Linked DNA regions of Mus musculus: regions 1 and 3 are each linked to region 2. The links are chromatin contacts, called in public Hi-C and HiChIP or PLAC-seq maps. All regions are on one chromosome and are shown on one strand. Each heading gives the region's core, a stretch centred on a gene start, on an enhancer-like site or on the middle of the called end of the contact. The rest is flanking DNA. Distances are from core to core; before and after follow the strand shown.

Evidence for each region. Hi-C and Micro-C count contacts between places; a contact is called where the count stands out from the background. HiChIP or PLAC-seq counts read pairs in DNA pulled down with a chosen protein or histone mark.
Region 1: a contact with region 2 is called in an H3K27ac HiChIP or PLAC-seq map of embryonic stem cells, with 4 times the contacts expected there. The contact joins the enhancer-like site here to the promoter of 1700108J01Rik in region 2. A contact is called at or near these places in 2 of 484 Hi-C or Micro-C datasets (embryonic stem cells and nephron progenitors) and 10 of 115 datasets of contacts at active chromatin or transcription factors (bone marrow-derived dendritic cells, craniofacial prominence, embryonic basal ganglia and 6 more).
Region 3: a Hi-C map of cerebellar granule neurons shows a contact between it and region 2, with 2.7 times the contacts expected there. The contact joins the enhancer-like site here to the promoter of 1700108J01Rik in region 2. A contact is called at or near these places in 3 of 39 promoter capture datasets (cranial neural crest, frontonasal cranial neural crest and liver), 11 of 484 Hi-C or Micro-C datasets (3T3-L1-derived adipocytes, brain, cerebellar granule neurons and 6 more), 7 of 115 datasets of contacts at active chromatin or transcription factors (embryonic forebrain, embryonic hindbrain, embryonic midbrain and 4 more) and 1 of 9 other capture datasets (embryonic stem cells).

What each region holds. Positions count from the first base shown.
Region 1 is chr14:122,432,415-122,435,949 of GRCm38.p6, forward strand. The region is part of intron 1 of Gm5089 (predicted gene 5089); the gene reads right to left. Among named protein-coding and RNA genes, the nearest start is that of Gm5089, 17 kb to the right of the region's middle. Within about 2 kb of position 2,062, at least 13 of the 459 cell types and tissues checked have an H3K27ac peak or open chromatin away from gene starts, as enhancers often do. A contact at or near this core is called in embryonic stem cells, where this site is marked.
Region 2 is chr14:122,231,372-122,235,227 of GRCm38.p6, forward strand. 1700108J01Rik (RIKEN cDNA 1700108J01 gene) reads right to left here and starts at 2,267. Exons shown (of 2, transcript NR_015532.1): 1 at 2,085-2,267. The region is part of intron 1 of Clybl (citrate lyase beta like); the gene reads left to right.
Region 3 is chr14:122,383,409-122,386,964 of GRCm38.p6, forward strand. Clybl (citrate lyase beta like) reads left to right here. Exons shown (of 8, transcript NM_029556.3): 7 at 790-914. All of the region lies in intron 2 of Gm5089 (predicted gene 5089), which reads right to left. Among named protein-coding and RNA genes, the nearest start is that of Gm25464, 3.0 kb to the right of the region's middle. Within about 2 kb of position 1,508, at least 4 of the 459 cell types and tissues checked have an H3K27ac peak or open chromatin away from gene starts, as enhancers often do. A contact at or near this core is called in cerebellar granule neurons and cerebellum, where this site is marked.

The sequences.
Region 1 (3,535 bases), core at 812-3,311, 200 kb after region 2:
CTTCCTTTGCTGAAGGGTGAGTTCTTCATGCTAACAATGTAAACTGTATTTCTCTTGGCATACCTTCAGCTGCTCCACCAAGCTCTACAACAGCTAGAATCATGTTTACAGAGGACAGACCTGACCGGGACTGAATGTTACCAAAGAAAGTTTAGAATACTAAGCACACAGCCCAACTTGAGGATACAGAAAATACCCTTGACCGTATCCAAGTGAGGTCAAGGTCCCCTGAGTATAGTACAAGCCCACTGAAAGGTAAGTGGTGGGGCTGTAAAGAATTCTGGTGTCAGTGTACACTCCCTGGTGTCACTGAGGCAACAGATCAGCAGTGATTATCTAAGTCTGGCTTTGTTTGATATGTGAGTCAAAAAGCAGGAAGTGTGGCACAGTTTCTCTTTTGAAATTCTTCCCTTCGTTAGATTCAAATCTCATGTCTCCTCACTTTGTTTCAAACTAAATATCAGGAGTCTTTGCTTTTTTTTTCATCTCCCTGACAGTTCTTCAATATGCTGCGTTAGAAAGTCTCCAAGGACAAAAACACACATTCAAGTGATGTTTAGGCGCTAACCACCCCTTGTGGTTCTTCATCTCTCAGTCTTTTGGATGTCTCATAAAACAAAGGAGAAAAGGACCAAAATGTGTGGAACCTACGCTAACTACTTAGAAGAGATTCCTTTTGTCTTAGAAGGCAAACAATACAGACTCAGGTGCCTGGTGGTTGTTAGAAAATTTCCACCAGAGGCCAGAGGGTCACTCTACATAGCTGCACAACTTCCTCTGCATGTATATATAACTTCGATGCATGGTAATTAAAGAAACTGACTTTCCCTTTGCCAAAATGCACTCTGCTTCCCTGGACTACCCGGTCAGATTGTGAGGCACCATAGGAGGAAATGAGCCTGAAACATGCTACTCCCCCTTGCTCTTCTTTCTGTCACAAACCTTTAAACTTATTTTTATATTTCTTATTATAATATATATCATAATGTAACATATAATATACAATATATAATATATATTATATGTATTGTGTATATGTGCCATGATGTGAATGTGAAGGTCAGACAATAACTTTTGGGAATCAGCTCTCCCCTTCCACCATGTGCATCATAGGGACTGAACTCAGGTCACCAGCCTTGACAGCAAGCCCCCTCACTTACTGAGCCATTTTGCTGACCCTAATTATTTCCTGTGTATTATTATGGTTTGTATTTTGAATGTTCTCCCAGAGACTCATGTGTTTGAACATGTACTGGCAATGTCTTAGGAATACTCTGGAAGTGGGGAAGCCGGAGAACGTAGGCCATGAGAGGCAGGCCTCTGAAGCCTGATGATCAGAGTTGGATCCCTGAAACTCACATACAAGTGGAGGGAGAGAACTGAATACACAGTTGTCCCGTATCCATGTTCGTGTTGCGACCTGCACACAGCGACCCCCCACCTCCTACCTCCACCTCATTATGCACATACAGAGTAACAGAAATTTTTTTTTGTTTGTTTGTTTGTTTTTCGTGACAGGATTTCTCTGTATAGCCCTGGCTGTCCTGGAACTCATTTTGTAGACCAGGCTAGCCTCGAACTCAGAAATCCGCCTGCTTCTGCCTCCTGAGTTCTGGGATTAAAGGTGTGCGCCGGGTAACAGAAATTATTATTTTTAACTAAAGAAGCATAACAAAACACACTAAGGTTTAGCATATAAATAATCTTCAATGGCTAAGCTTTCTTATTCAATTCTCAGCTCAGCACAGCCATCACCACCTTTGTTTGGCTCCTCCTTTTACGTGCTCAGCCATCATTACAAGGGTGACTTCCACCTCATAGATGACTGAGCACTTTTTACAAGGGAACAACCAGGCTAAGCTATCTGTCAGGTGGTAGCAAAAGGCAGTGGTTCAGGCTCACCGAGGACTTGTTTCTACCAGTAGATGCCTGGAGAAATGTGCACACCGCTGGGTTTCCAGAAATACAGAGAAAGGATCCGGAAAAGAACCTTTCCCTCGGGCTGGCCGTGCCGCCCCGTGCACATAGGCCTCTTTTATGGAGCTGAGGGCGGTGACGAACAGTCCAGCGAACCAGCTTTCCTGGACCCAGTTATCCCCTCTTCTCTCCACTGCCCATGGTGGTTTATTCCTGTTCGATAGCTAACCCCTTCCCTTCCACCTTCGATGCCCAGTGTAGTTTGTGGTGGGATCTCTGAGGCGCACAAAGTACACTGACTGCGGGGCAGAACCTCGGGACCCAGCTCTAGTCAACAAGAGAACTACCTGGGCGAGGCTGCATTTTTGTGCTTTTTAGAGGATTGACTACAGTTAGCTCACTTCCTCCAAGACCTCTCACACCTCTGCCTCCTTCCCCCTCCTTTAAAGGAAAAATGCCTTTTCACCTTGCCTCCACATCCTACGTGCTGAGGTCACACTTGTGTGGCACCACACCCAGCTTCCAGCTTTCTTATTTTTTATTTATTTAATTCATTTTTTAAATTTAATAATCCAGATTCTTGGCAATCTGACACATTGTGTCCTTACTGCTATTTGCCTACAGGAGATGTGATTATGTAACTGGATTGTACATTATCCAAACAGTACCTTACTGACATATGTTTGAGTTATTTCCAGATTTTAATTACCATAAATCATGCCATGGTGTTGGGAATCAAACCCTAAATCCCTGGCACCCTACCCCCAGCCCTTTCCATTCCTTTTATTCCTGACTTCTCAGAGAATCTGATTTGGGAAGATATAGCAACCTTCTCAGATTAAAAAAAAAAAAAATCTACATTCAGGATGGCAGAACTTGAAACCCAAACAGATCCCTCAACCCTCTCTTGCCACCCATCTAGCGCCCCTTTCCATTGCCCACTATAGAGCTGCTTGCTGAGGGACAAACATAAACCCTATAATCAGGGTCACTCATGTGCACTACATGTGCAGTCAGAGTCACTCATGTGCATTTCATGTGCAGTCAGGATCACTCATGGTGCTACATGTGCAGTCAGGGTCACTCATGTACATTTCATGTGCAGTCAGGATCACTCATGGTGCTACATGTGCAGTCAGGGTCACTCATGTGCATTTCATGTGCAGTCAGGATCACTCATGGTGCTACATGTGCAGTCAGGGTCACTCATGTGCATTTCATGTGCAGTCAGGATCACTCATGGTGCTACATGTGCAGTCAGGGTCACTCATGTGCATTTCATGTATAGTCAGGGTCACTCATGTGCACTACATGTGTAGTCAGGGTCACTCATGTACATTTCATGTGCAGACAGGATCACTCATGTGCATTTCATATGCAGTCAGGGTCACTCATGTGCACTTCATATGCAGTCAGGATACACTCAGTTATTCACTACTTATATCAGAGATGATAAATAATCTGGCATGAAGTAAATTTAATTAAAATTACCTTAATTGAAAAAGCTTGTAGCTCATAAGTAATTTGTACCTATGAACAAAAGCTGTACCATCCAATATGGCCACCAGACACATGCGGCAAATTAATTCAAGTTAAATACATACAACTCAACATATAC
Region 2 (3,856 bases), core at 1,017-3,516:
CTGTTTGCTTTTCCATTTGAAAAATCTGTCAGCTGCAGAGTCATTTTTTCCCCCTCTGGGATCACTGTGATGCCCCGAGGTGGGTACTTCAAATCTGTCTGTGAAATGCCACTTAAAAAATAATACATAAAATTGTTCTTCTTTATTTAATCAAATGAAGGATATTTGAGAAAGAACTTTTTTTTTTTTTTTTTTTTTGAGTTGGGGGCCATTGCCACAGGGTCTGTATGTAGCTATGACTGTCCTAAAACTCACTATGTAGTTCAGACTGGCCTTGAACTCACAGAAATCCACCTGCTTCTGCCTCTGAGGTGTGTGCCACCACGCCTGACTGTCACTTTGTTTTCTAGTAGTTATTCTATGGGAATGTTAAGTAATAGTTGTGGTTATTAGAGATAGCCAACCTTAGTGTGCCCTTCCGTACACTGCTACACATAGTGTTGGGAGAGGTACTCGGTAGGTGTAAAGAAATGATAAATGCCTATGTTCTTCGCGGGTATTGTGCCAGCTTTTAAAAAATTGCCAGTGACTTGTATGTTAGCAAAAACATGTGATATGAAAATCTCTAAAGGCTTTGACTGTGAGACTGAGTTACTCAGTACCTGTAAAAAAAAAAAGATGACTAAAATTAATAATGAATATGGTGATAATGAGCAATCTCTCTTCTGGTTCCAGTTGCTTGGAACCAGATTGCTCTTGGTTTATGACAGCTTAGTATCCACGGGTTTGTAAAATACTGTAATGTGCTGCATAACAGTAGCATAACAGGAAAATTAGCCCCCCTTTATTTTATGGGCCAAAGTTCTAATCACCATATTGATCATGTTGAAGAGGAGCAGTGTTTTCCAGTTAAAGGACAGTCTGATTAAAATAGGATTCTTCAAAAATGTCTTAAATGCGGAGGATACATTTATTCTTTTTTAAAGTACCGATTAATGACATTTTCATAAGTGTACGTAATGTACATTAGACCCACTTAGCCTGCTATACTATCCTTTCTCACCCTCCTAGATTTCTTTTGGAAATGATTTTTCTTCATTTGTTAAAGATGAAGTGGCCACAGTATATATCTGGGTTTTATTTGTTTTTGTTTTTTGTTTGTTTGTTTTGCCACTATTTCAGAAACAGAACCATGTCAACAGGCACAGGGAAATCCAAATGATGTTTCTAGAACTTGTTTTACAGCCTAAGCAGGCAGAGAAGCATTCCAAAGTGGCCAGGGTCAGAAACAGAAAGGCTAGGGATGGGTCCCCCCTCTGCTTAAAGAAAGAAGAAAAACATAAGTCTCATGGATAATTAAAACTGCCTGAGTGTTTCATGAGTATTTTTCACAGCAATATTTCCATAAAAATATTTTAGTTGAGGGATACAGAGAAAGGATTAATAATAGAAAGAAAAAATCCCATTTTATTATATATATATATATATATATATATATATATATATATATATATATATATATAGTTTTTAGTCAATATAGTTTTCAGTGGGGACAAAAACAAAACAAAACAAAACAAACAAAAAACCCTAAAGTGTACTTTCATAGGATAACCCGAAGAAACATCTCCACATATGGTCCCGAAGGTTTACAAAAATAAACTGGTGGAAATGACCATGTGTGTGAAAAGAAGTCCGTTTGGAGTTGCTCGGGGACCACTGTTAGGATCCAGTGGCGCTTCCAGTCCATCAGACATTGTGATAATCAAGTGTACATTTTCATTCAGGGAGTTTAGAGAGAGCATTATTCTATATCCCATAGAATAATGTTTTCTTTAAACAACTCTTAACATCAAAATGGCAAAACTGTCGGACGGAGGCATGTTAGATAAAACAGATGGGATTCTCAGATCGTGCACCGTTCAGCCGTTTGATGGAATTCGCGCCACCCTGACCAGCGAGCCCAGATGGCGCTTAAATCTGTCACTCTTTAACGACCCTACTGTTTTTTAAAAATATTTTTATATTGAGCTCATTCAGTTTAATCTGAGAGATTAATCATTTCCAAGATCTGTCCGGGGAGGGCTGGCTGAGGGCTTTCTCTTGCCAGAACGGAAGCAGGAAGGATGGCAGAGGACAGGGCCTACCTGCTAGCCGAGTCCTGGACTGGAGGCCCCTGTGGGCTTTGGGACATTCACAGACAGCAGGGTTGAGAAGCCCACCCGGGGCGTAGTAGCAGTGGGGCTGAGGGAGAAAGGAACAGACATTTGGGAAAGGCCTGGGGGGTGGAGGTGAATACTGACGCATCCAGAAAAGCCGTTGCTGTTGCCAACCTCCGCGTTCTGCAAGGGGTCTGGAACTGGCTGGGTGATGCCGGGATGGCCCTCACTACAAAGGGTTGACCCGGTGGGTGTACCACCTGGAGCAGACCCCCCGGTGGAAGAACCTCTCCAAGATGGTTCTAGAAACAATCCGCTTTACACTGGGACTCTCGCCAATCTTATAGGTCTTCCTCCCAAGGGCTCCCATCCTCCTTTCTTCTTAAATTTCGGGACAGTGATTTGTGCTGTGAGACGCTGGCTAGCCTCTCCTTCCATGTCCCTAACCTCATGTATGTTTGCAGAGTGGCTTGCAATTGCTGACCTGCTAGGACTAAGGGGGAAAATAAATGTTTTTTCATTATGCAGTTGTGGTTTTTATCCCCATCCCCCGCATCTGATATATCAGGCGTCAAAATATGTTGCAGAATTTACAGCATTAATGTGAAAATTTCTATTACCACTAAAAGGCTACCAGCGATGGTCATACAGTCACACAAGTAAGGGGGCCCTGCTGCCGAAAGAAAGATGCTCTCGGCTATGTTTGGGTGTGGCAAGGCAGCACTTCTATGGGTCATGTGACTACCACTTTTAACTAGGGGTCTCCTAGAGGGATGCTGATATGCCCGGGTCCAAGTGTCCTATGCCCACCCAAGTTTCTGCCTATTGAACTCACATGTTGGAGTTTTGGTTTAGGATGCAGGTTCTTTCTAAGCGAATGGGTTTGGTGGAGACCCATCAGAGAGGAACAGAGAAGAGAGCTGTGTTTGGGAGCTTTAGGGTTTCTGGGGACTCAAGGTCCAAAATCATAACGGCAGATATGAGGGTGCTCAGGAGGCAGGACAGAAGGGTTGACACAGGTTCCAGGTCAATCTGCTCTACTTAGTGAGTTCCAGGCTAGCCAACGGTACATAGTGAGACCTTGTTTTTCCATAGGCTTTGATCTGTTCTGAGCAGAGCACTGAGCACTTAATATGCTGATATTGAACACGTAGCAGCCTGGGTTGCAGCAACATGCACCTTATGGAAGGACCCCATGGCAGTCCTCCTCAGGAAGCTGAGCCTGCCCACAGGGAGCTCCCTCCGGAGGAACGGAAAGGCCACCTGCTGTCTTCTGCAGCAGGATCAGGGTGTGATGATAATTAGAACAATTAGAACGATTGGACTCTGCACGTGTACCGGTTTCAGTCTACAAAGTATAAAATAGGACAGGTTATGGGAGGCAAATTGTTTCCACACTAAACGTTATCTTGATGGGGCCAAGGGGGATGGATGGCCAAGGGAATGGCCTCCTCCTTGCTGTGTAGGCAGGAGGCTCAGTTCTTGATCAGCAACATTCATGTACAGGAAAGGCACAGCTTGTACACTGTGACCCAGCACTGAGGAGGTGGAGACAGAAGATTCTTGGGACTTGCTAGCCAGCCAGGTTCACTTAGAGACTCTGCTTCAAAAAATAAGGTTGGAGCTGGGCATGGTTTTTATCTCAGCATTCAGGAGGCAGAGGCAGGGAGATCTGTGTGAGTTCAAGGTCAGCCTTGTCTACATATTGAGACCCAAGACAGTCAGGGCTACTTAGTAAGGCCCTACTTTAGGGGGAAAAC
Region 3 (3,556 bases), core at 258-2,757, 150 kb after region 2:
GGTATTTCTACATAGATACAATTTCCTTTTGAAGATATTTCTACATAGATACCATTTCTTATCATTTGAAGACAAAACAACTCTCATACTATCAGGAGAAAGGGAAGATCCAGATATATTTTGGAACAGATAAATTTTCTCTAATCTTTCTATTTAAAAAATGTGAAGTAGAGTAATCTAGATGCCACAGTATTCAAATCTGCCTTTTAGTTTAGACATATTTTCATTGAAATTGACATGTTTAAAATAACATGCTCAAAAAAAATGAAATGTATCATTCCAAGGCAGTGTTTGGTATTGATATGATCATAACATCTACTGCGAGCTGAACTATAACTGTCTGTCTCTGGTATATGAGCTATAGAAAGCACCACAAGCCCCCCCCCGCCCCTCCCTCCTGCAAACAAGCACTAGACAGCTTAGACAATTTGAGAGAATTCTCATTTAATTTCACTCTACCTTTAACTCAAAATAATGGATAACTTGCAGACATTCTCCAGTTAAAATCCAAGGAAAGTAGTTATTTAACAAGCTGCCCAATCTAGCCACCTGTAACTAAAAATGCGAGCTTTTCTACGCTGGAGGCGCACGTCTACGTAAATCTAGAGTGCAGTAACTCCCATACTTGTGTTTGCTCTTATGTGGTTTTCTGGGAAAGTGTGTCTGATTGCAGGTCTTACTTTGTACTGTTCAGTTCCTCAGCACCCACTCTATGAAGCATCCAGGGATGTCCCCAGCTGGGTGCATCTGGCCTGCCCTGAGCCTCCAGTGTGGTTGCTCTCTTTGCAGGTAAACAGGTGATCCACCCTAACCAGATCGCAGTGGTACAGGAACAGTTTACTCCAACCCCAGAAAAAATTCAGTGGGCTGAAGAGCTGATTGCTGCCTTCAAAGAACACCAGCAGCTGGGAAAGGTAAATGTTTTTGTTGATACCTCGATTTGAGTGGTGCTGGAGTTTAAAATATTACAGACAAGGATGGTTTAAGGAAAACTCATTACATTTGGCAGGAGAAACGGGAAATGTGGAACGGAAATAAAATTTATCAATGAGAAAATTGCGGAAGGTAGACAACTATTCCTTTCCCTAAATATCTCACTAATTGGTCCCCCTGTCTCGTCTTATTTATTTTCTTCATAAGCTGTATTGGCAGTCTCAGAATAGGCTCTGCCGTGTCGTCTTCGACACGGCGCTTGTATGAGAGTGATTTCAGATCAAAGTAGGAGCGCGTTGCAACGAAACAATCACAGTTTGACCACATGGTTCTTGTGGAGAGAAGAAATAAATTTCAAGTTATTTTAATTGGGGGGTGGGGAGGGGTGGGGTAAAAGAAAAAGTCCTAACATCTCCTCGGGTTTAGTCATTTAGGAGTAGGAGGTTGTAGATGGATTTGTACCGATTTCTGGACCCGAGATTTGGAAAGAATGAAAGGCAAATTAACACTGGGTACGGTTGTTCTAATTTAGTGCTTCATTGAGCCTGGCGTTTCCCGCTCTGTGGGTTTCTGCTATGTAAATATTGCGGTGGTAATGCACAATCTGTCTCCACTTTGTGCCAGTAACACTTAAATTAGGTGTCGCCTGAAGGAAGATTTTATGCTAGTTGCAGCATTGTTAGTTAATTATCTTAAAGGTTATTTGCAATAATACCGTTTGCCTCTTTTTCAGAGGGATGGGGGGACGTTGCTTTTATAAATCTGTCCTGGAGATAATCTCACCTCAGCCCGTGACTTCTGTAAGGAATGGAGTTGCCATGCCCTCCACTCAAAACTGCTTAGGAGAGGAAGGGTGCTAAAAGATTAGTAAGGTCCTAGATGTTAAATACTCACCCTTGTGAAAATAAATAAATAAAAACACAGCAGAGAAGCAAAATCTGGTTTTCAGTGGTGGGTCTGTGACACCCATGTGAGAAGTGTCCTTTACATGATCCCTGGCTGCAAGGACACATGAAAGTCCCACGACTTGGACAAATGGGTGACAACATTAAGTAGGTCATTCCCTGTGGATGTCTGCCTTCAACCCTGACCAAGCATACCACCTCCCTCTTCCTCTCCACCCCCTGCTCCACACACGGACTAACCTTTGTACAGACACACGCTTAATATCCAAAGGCAGAATATCTACATAGGAAAGATCCTATTTGGACAATATACCAAATTTACGAAAAATAGGGTTGGTTTGTTTTTTTTTTTTTCATTTCATGTCAATGGTGGCCATCAAAAAATTATCTATTTCACAGAAAAGTAATTTTAAGTTGAAATTGTATTTCACATTTGTTTCTGTATTTCAATCCAAAATGAGGATTGCAGTAAATGAACATATTTACCTAGAAAGAAAAGCTGTGCAATCTTTAATCCACACATGCGAACCCCATCATGTCCTTCCCACATACCTGTATGTATGCAGAAACACACACACACATATACACACACGCACAAGTGTACACACACACACGCGCACACACACACACACACACACACACACATTCACTCTATGTATCCTTTTCCTCTATTCTGCCTTATACCAGCGGACAGTGTGCAAGCAGTAAATGCATATTGAGAGAGTAAACTGAGGCAGCATGTGCTCCCTTGAGATGGATACCTGGCCTTATAAGCAGATGGTAAAGGTTAACCCACACACACACACCTCACCAGCTCCCAAACAAAAGTCAGACCAGAAACACTCCCTTTCTGCCTCTTAAGTTCCTGAATAAAGACTACAAACTGTGCCCCACCCCACCCCACCCCACACACACTTTTTCCATTATATCTCGAAAATATTATTCCTAGGGAAAATTGCCCAGGCCTTTGATAATGGTGATGTAAATGTTAAATCTGGGCTTTTTTTCCCTTTTCATTCTCCAAATAAGAAGTGCCCCTCTTGTTGGGGTATAATTAGGGCATTCGCTTTCACAACAGTGTGGCAGGCCAGCTTTCCTTAACACAGAAGCCGGCATTACCTATTAGGTCATTTCTCCTATGTCCACTTTGTGGAGGTTTGATTTCCAACAGCAAATGGCCCTGGTGCTTTTTGTCCAGAGAGGCTTAAATGACTCAAGTAATGGAGCCTCCGGTGGGGACATATGGTTATTTTATCCAGTTAGCATGATCCTTTCACTGCGCCTATAAACTAGCTGGCCTCAAACATTGGGCCTGCAGGTAGGTGCCTTGGGTCTTGAGGGGCTCGTGTGGTTTAAATAGTGTGTGGGTTATTTTGGCAGAGATCCCCTATAAAAAAAGCTCACGGCAGTAGGAAGTATCACCTCCAACAAACATTTCATCTGTCTTAGTTCAAATGAGTACCATTTATGAAAAATACGAACTCCCGGATATTTTGTCCAAAGCACAGATGACTCCCAAGGCTGGAAAATGGATGGCTTGCGTCCTGGTGAGGTGCTCATGAGTTTCCCCGAGGCCCTATCCCTCTCCTCTGATGAAAATTTCATTTAATTAATTCCTTTAAGTAGAAACAGTCCAAAAAGGCACTACGATGTACCCTTGCTTTTCTCCCACCCCCGTCTTCAATTACACCGAAGCGTGGCCAGAGCTGGCAGTTAAC